Linked DNA regions of Hordeum vulgare: region 1 is linked to region 2. Evidence: chromatin contacts called from public Hi-C data. All regions are on one chromosome and are shown on one strand. Each heading gives the region's core, a stretch centred on a gene start, on an enhancer-like site or on the middle of the called end of the contact. The rest is flanking DNA. Distances are from core to core; before and after follow the strand shown. Region 1 holds the start of LOC123442430 (ethylene-responsive transcription factor ERF118-like). Region 2 has its middle 67 kb from the start of LOC123441274.

Evidence for each region. Hi-C and Micro-C count contacts between places; a contact is called where the count stands out from the background.
Region 1: a contact with region 2 is called in a Hi-C map of seedling, with 2.1 times the contacts expected there. The contact joins the promoter of LOC123442430 here to the enhancer-like site in region 2. A contact is called at or near these places in 3 of 6 Hi-C or Micro-C datasets (leaf and seedling) and 1 of 1 datasets of contacts at active chromatin or transcription factors (embryo).

What each region holds. Positions count from the first base shown.
Region 1 is chr3H:6,709,469-6,713,109 of MorexV3_pseudomolecules_assembly, reverse strand. It overlaps LOC123442430 (ethylene-responsive transcription factor ERF118-like), which reads right to left and starts at 2,085. Exons shown (of 1, transcript XM_045118479.1): 1 at 530-2,085. The coding sequence starts at 1,932. The coding sequence ends at 895.
Region 2 is chr3H:6,511,066-6,514,513 of MorexV3_pseudomolecules_assembly, reverse strand. No RefSeq gene overlaps it. Among protein-coding and RNA genes, the nearest start is that of LOC123441274, 67 kb to the left of the region's middle. Within about 2 kb of position 1,808, at least 2 of the 3 cell types and tissues checked have open chromatin away from gene starts, as enhancers often do. A contact at or near this core is called in seedling, where this site is marked.

The sequences.
Region 1 (3,641 bases), core at 836-3,335, 200 kb before region 2:
CATACTACACAAGCAAAATGAGGTAAAGTCCATCAATCCTGGGAGGAATCTCCATTACAGATTGGATTCGAGAAGCAAAAGCACACACCACTAGCTCAGCAAGCATCAGGAATTCAGGATACATACGGATGAGCAGCTATGAAAATCAGCAAGGGTACTAGATTACCACCACGACCTCAGCATTACTAGTAGTGTCTATCAACACCAATGGTCAAACAATAACAAAATTACCTCAAGGACAGCACATGATACATACAAATAAGCATCCAGGCAGAGCATTCATCAGCGGTTAAGCAAGTACTACGATGCAATATTATCAAAGAGAGCAGCAAGTGGAGACTCAACTATCTTTTTCAGCATAGTACTAGGGGTACAATGCCAAATGTCCGGCTCATCATCAATCACGAATGAATCCCACGAACTACATTCCAGAAGCCGAAAACATCCATAAGCAGTTCAGCAACAAGTACGATACATACAAATGAGCTGGTAAGACTAAAACCCATCTCAAAGATGGCAGAGGGTGATATATAATGCGAACTTATTTTTCTTTTTCATAATACCACTAGAAGCAACAGCCACAAGACTTGTCTTGAGCTAGCTACAATGTCTGGACCAACATTGACAGATAACATAAACAAGAGCAACTTAACATAACCAGCAGCTACTATAACTTATCACAATGTAACCTACTATCAAAAATACTCTCACCATAACGCTAATGTGCTCGGGAAAACAGACACCGTCTTGGGCACGAGCTGGTTGAGCTGCCCGGGGAAAAACCCAAGAGGATCCTCCTCCTCCCTCCCAATGCACACCGATTACACTCACACGAGGCCGGTCCATCACACCAGCATTACTTAAGAGATAGTAAAACCTTAAACCTCTCCCAATTCAGACGCAGAAATCGACGGTTTGCAGGAAATCATCCATGCCTCGGCCAAAGTCGCAGCCGGGCATCTCCAGGAAGTCATCGCCGATGTCAAGGTCCATGTCCAGCTCCAGCTCCTCGTCGGCCAAGTCGCCGAGCAGCAGGTCCTGTTCGCCGTCCAAATAAGCCGACGCCTCCGAGACGTCCAAGGCATCAAGCCCCGCGCGGAAGTCCATCGGGTCAATGTCCGGCAGCTGAAGCCCACGCAGGAGGTCCTGGTAGAACTCTGGGTCGTCGGGAAGCTGCGCTGTCTCGGGTGTGGTGGACACCATGACGGGAACTGGTGTCGGCTCAGGCGAAATGGACTCAGCTGCCAGCTTGGTGGCTTCCAGAACAGAAGACGGTGACGGGTGCGCGAATGGAGCAGCCGAGGTGGAGGACGACGAAGATGCCGTCGGTGTGGAAGACGACGCCGGTGAGGACGTGGCCGACTGAGCAGGTGAGGCCGCGGCACCGGACTGGCCACGGCGGCGACGCTTCTCCTCGATAAAGCTTCGGGAGGCGGCCTGGTAGGCAGCAGAGGCCAGGTCGGCAGTGTCGAAGGTGCCAAGCCACTCCCTCTTGCCGGAGAAGGGGTTGCGGATCTCGGCCGCCCATTTGCCCCACTTGCGGAGGCGCACCCCACGGTGCGCCTCGGCGCTGGCGCTGCTGGTGGTGCAGACAGCCGCAGCAGCCGCGGCCGCCGGAGTGACCGGCTTGGCAAACACCTTTGCCGCCGGGGCCTTGCCGAGGAACAGCTCGAAGCAGCGCTTGGAGGAGGCAGGGGCGGCGGCAGCCTCCTCGTCGTCGGTGTCCGAGTCGGTGGCGTCGGGGTCCTCGTACAGGACACGCACGCGTCGCCTGGGCGGCTGCGCGGCCGGCAGCGACGGCAGCATCTGCGGCTGCGCCGGCTTGGAGAAAGCGGTGGAGGGTTTAACGCCAAACCCGGCGAGCATCTTGGTCTTGGGCCTCTTGGCCAGCGCCTGCCTGAGGCGAATCTGGTGCTGGCTCAACGGGGCCATGGATCCTCCTCCTCCACTTCTTCTTCTTCTTCTAACACTGACTGACTGACTGACTGGCTAACAAAACTGAAGGGGAAAAAACTCTAGAAAAGGGGACAGCTTTTCTTCTCTCTCGGGTGTCAAAAATTGGGCGGACGGAATCACCGGGAATCCGTCAGTCTCCTCGCAAGAAACCACACGGCCTTATGTGGAGGAATCCGGAATACTTCACCCCGAACCCGTCCCTGCACCATCAACGAGCAAGAATCCATCAAAACCCCGTGAAAAACCCGCCAAGAACCTCCCAGATCTGGGCTCACGGCACCCGCCGGACGGCAAAAAAGACGAGAAATTGACGGCGGGGGGAGGGAGAGGCGTACGGACCTGAGCATCGACGAGGACTTGTTCCAGCCGTGGAGCCCCTGGTGCATAGATCGGGGGGCGCAGGCGAGTGCGTCGAGGAGGACGACGGCGACGGCGGCGAGGAGAAAGGCTGCGACGACCACCAGATCGGCGAAGGGGCAAGAAGACATATACGAGTGGCGTCGGCGTCGGCGTCGGCGTCGGCGTCGGCCTTCTTCTTCTTCCCCGACGGCGGTCGTCGCCTCCGGCCGGCCTCCCTCCCTCGAGCTCGCTAAAACCCCGACCCAAAGCGGCGAGAGGAGCAAAAGGGGTTGGGATGGTCTCCTCCCGCGATATTTAATCCCCTCCCGCTGCCCACCCAGATCGCCGCCCCACGCGTCCCACCCATCCACCCGCCCGCTGACAGCCGGGGCCCGATCCTTCACTGGACCCACATGTCATCGCGATTTCCCCGTCCCGCATAGAAATGGAAAGTGACACGGTCGATATTCTGGCGCTGTACGTACTGGCCATCGTCTCTACGCAAGACAGACAAGTGGGTCCGCCCTGGATCACGGTCCCACGGTCAGTGTGAGAAACGTGCCCTGCCACGGGTAACCGGGTGCTGTACAGAACGGGTCTGGAACCACGCTGGCCATTTGTCCGGCACACGCGCCCATCTACCACCCCGGGCCCGCCGGTCAGCGGCATGGCTAAATTTAGGTAAGAAATGCGAGCGGTGGGGGTGGGTTTATGGGAGGGCTTTACGGGGGGACGCGAACGGGGGCGGCTGGGGTGAATTATAAATGCTTCACCTACACGCCTACCCGTCCCCATCGCCTCGCCTCCATGACAAACGGGCCCCCCGTACTACCGGGCCCCACCGGCCAGATCTAGCTGCGCGGGTAGAGGATGGATGACCATGCGCAGCGTGCGGCTGGGATCTCCTCGGGTCACTGCTGGCCGCGCATCGCCAACAGTGATTAGTTTTTTTTTTCTACGTCCGAGATCTGGCCCGAAACGGCCGTGGGAAAATAATTTCGCCGGATTAAATGAGCACGTACGTGAATGTGCTGCTGCTGGCATGGTTAGTGACGCGTGGGGCCCGCCCGTCAACCTCGGAGCGGTGAGCTGTAAAGGAAATTGCCGAGGGAAATGGTCAGCTGGCTTGGCGGCCAAGCCGCCACCCGGCGATGTGGAAAGGAGCGATTTTTTTGGTTGGGGTGAAATCTTTTTCTTTCCGTTTGTCTCGGTAAAAAGTGGAGATTTTGTTGCTCTCCTTCTCGGATGCGCGTATGACACGTAAGTAATGCGCAAAAATAAATAATATTTTGTTCCAGGGGGCGATACGATTCTCTCCCACGTTTGACAATTTCTGGTCACGTTTT
Region 2 (3,448 bases), core at 559-3,058:
TATATATTTAAAAGAAAATGGGCTGTCCAAATCGAGCCACAGAGTTAAAGACACGTGCTGGAATTGGAAGCTGTGTAAAAGCAGGCGAAGACGTCAGGCAGGTACGTACTCCCTCCGTTCCTAAATATAACACATTTTCAATATTGCACTATGAACTACATACATATATACATAGACATATTTTAGAATGTAGATTCACTCATTTTGCTTCGTACGTGGTCTCTTAGTGTAATCTCTAAAAGGTCTTATATTTCGAAACGGAGGGAGTACATGACATGTCACGACTAGCAACAGCTCCGACGTTGTAGGCTCCGCCCGTTTCCTCGACGTTTTCCTGGCGGCGGGCAGCTCCGCGTCCAGTGGAGTGGAGCTCGCCGTTGCATACATACATGAGATATCTCATGGCCTGCCAAGTTGGATGAACGGAGGAAGTGAGGGGCGGCACCGGCACCGGCACCGGGAATCTGTTGGAGTCTTTTATCCCTCGTGGAATCGATCATCTGTGGGTTTGTGGAGCACGCTGTCGTGAAATATTTGATTCTTTGTTTGACCCGGGGTTTGTCAGCGTAGTAGGTGACTGCTACGTGGTTTGCTTTGCTTCCACTCCAGACCCCTGTGCAGTGCAGTGCAGTGCTGAGATGTATGCAACGGTGCTTTTGGGAAAAGATCAGCACTAATACTGCATGACAGGTGGTGCAGGGGTGGTTAAATCATCCTTGTGTTCTGCCGGCTGCTTTGTGGCGTCAATGCCAACTCGGTGGCGAATGGATCTTCAGGTTTCCGCCCCTGTTCTTTAATAAAGAGAGCTGTCTCATTGGTTTTTTTATAAAAGGTTTTGACAATGCAACTCTTAATATATTGATTGGATGCAATGGCACATATATAGAGAAAGTACAATGTGGACCTTAACCTTAAATATACAAGGTTAGGAGGTGAGCCGGCCTATACGGATATACACGTGCAAAATACATATTCATGAAAGACGCAAGTAGGCAACCCCTTGATCATCACATCCGCAAACTGTTGCGACGTCGGAACATGAAGAACTCAAATGCGTCTAAGAGCCACCTATTCGCAAACAAAGTGGATGTCGAGTTCAATATGCTTCGTACGACGATGATGGACCGGGTTGACGGAGAGGTAGACAGTAAGACAGCGTTGACGCTGTCGCAGAAGACAAACGTGGCTTTGTGAACATCACAAAGGAGCTCCTGAAGAAGGTGTCGAAGCCAGAAGCCCTCAGCAATGGCATTAGCCAGTGCCCGATAGTGAGCCTCGATGCTCGAATGGGAGACCGTGGCTGTCGCTTGGAAGACCAAGATATACACAGTAACCAGACGATTTTGACTATGTGCAGGAGAATATTGACTATGTGCAGCCAATTTTGTTATAGTTTGACCATTGGTATGGATAGATACTAATGCTCACCCGCAAAAATAAATGAAAAAGATACTACTGCTGTGGTCGTGGTGCTAATCTAGTAACCTTGCACGCCGGTGTGGAAAGTACGTGGAAGAGTTAAAAACTGTTAGATGTAGCTAGATCCAACACACTAGTTGGCTTCGTGTTGGTTCGATGTGGTAGAGGTTTGTTTATGCCGCGCGAAACAGTAGACTCACGGGCGTGGGTACTACTCTACTAACATCAGTACTGTCTACTCCACTTTCACGGCGTACGGTGGTGCGTTGGACCTGTGATGCCCGGCAAGCCGACGAGTGTATTTTGTGATGGGTCAGTGTATGTATCTTGCGCGATGGATGGTGGGTGATGACTTGGCAATGACACTCGTATCACCAGAGGGCCAGAGTAGCTGCCCGGCGCCTCTGGCCCGGCTTGTCTCTTCCCCGTTGCCCTCCTGTCTAACGACGTGAAGCCACGGACAAAGCTTGTCTTGTCGCCGCCTTGGCGCTAGGCAAAAACAGTGTCTTATCATACCATGGCGAGATTGCGATGCAATGATGCATGACCAGGTTGCCTAGTCCAGGCACAGCAAAACGCACAAGTATGAAACTATGTATGTATCCAGCCATCCGTCTCCGGGGTGCCCACGCCGTTGCCGTGGGTCTCCGTGGGTGCCTTTTGCTCTGCGCCGAGAGGCATCGTGGGGAGCGGCGTCGTGTGTATGTGTGTGTGTGGTGTGGATGAGATGCACGGCGATCGTCTCGTGGTCACGTTCGCTTTGCCCCGGCTGCGGCGCGTACGTACATGTATGCTTGTTGTGTGTGCACTCTCCCCCATCCCCATCTATCTATCTATCTATCTATCTATCCAAACCCGGTGCGGGCCGCGCCGCGCAGCACGGCGGCGGTGTGGCTCGTCGATGCGTAGCTCGCACGTTGGTGTTTTCCGAGTCCTTGTGACGCGCCGCCCCGCCGGCCATGCCGCTTTTCTGTTGAGCCTTTTCCACGGAGCTCCGTCTCCATTTCGTGCGCCGGCTTCGATTCGAGCGTTCCAATCTGTCCATAGTGGACGGTCCGTGCATACGTAGACTGATCACCGTTCTCAGTGGACTACCCGCGAGCTGGTTGGCATCTTGCGCAACACGGTTGCACGCCAATTCGTTGGCAGCTCGTGCACACAATGGCCGTGTTCAGGTTCTCCTTAGCTTTGGAGTGGAAAAAGGTCGATTGTGTCTGCATGGCCGTCTTCTTGCAGTAGCCGCGACTGGTGATGAGCGTTCCAATCTGTCCATTGCTCACGTTTATTTTTGTGCTAGTCGTCCTCAACACTCGCCGCTGGCCATGAGCGGATCGTCGATGGACGGTACTCCACATGACACAAAAATAATGGAATATGAACTCTGATCTACTGCCTCCGTGGCTCCGTTCCTAAATATAAGTTTTTTTAAAAAAATTTCATTAAAGGATTACATACGAAGCAAAATGAGTGAATCTATAATCTAAATTATGTCTATATACATCTGTATCTAGTCCTAGAATGAAACTTCTAAAGAAATTTATATTTAAGAACAGAGGGAGTATTCATTATGTGCTCACAATGCATATACAAGAGGCTGAGAGATCAGGCCCTACATGCAGGGACATGGAGCACTTTGGCCTCGCCAAGTGCCACATGATCTCGAACAAAATGAAGATAAACCTCGACATGCTTCGTCCGTTGGTGCTGCACAGGATTGGACCAGAGGTACGTACACTGCACTCACATTATCACAATATACAACTGTGGCACGTGTTGGAGGATGCCGAAGCTCAGTGAGAAATTGCCGCAACCAACAAGACTCGGCAACACAGTTGGCTACAACACAGCAGTCGGCTTCTGCGCTCAAACAAGAGACCGTATGCTGTCGCTCGGAAGACTAAGAGATCATATTAGAGCCCAAAAACACACAGAAACCAGAGGTGGATTTGCGAGTGTCAGGGCACAGGTCCAGTCCGCGTCATTGTAAGAGATGAGGGCATGCTGGGATTTGCACTCTTGTGCAAATCTG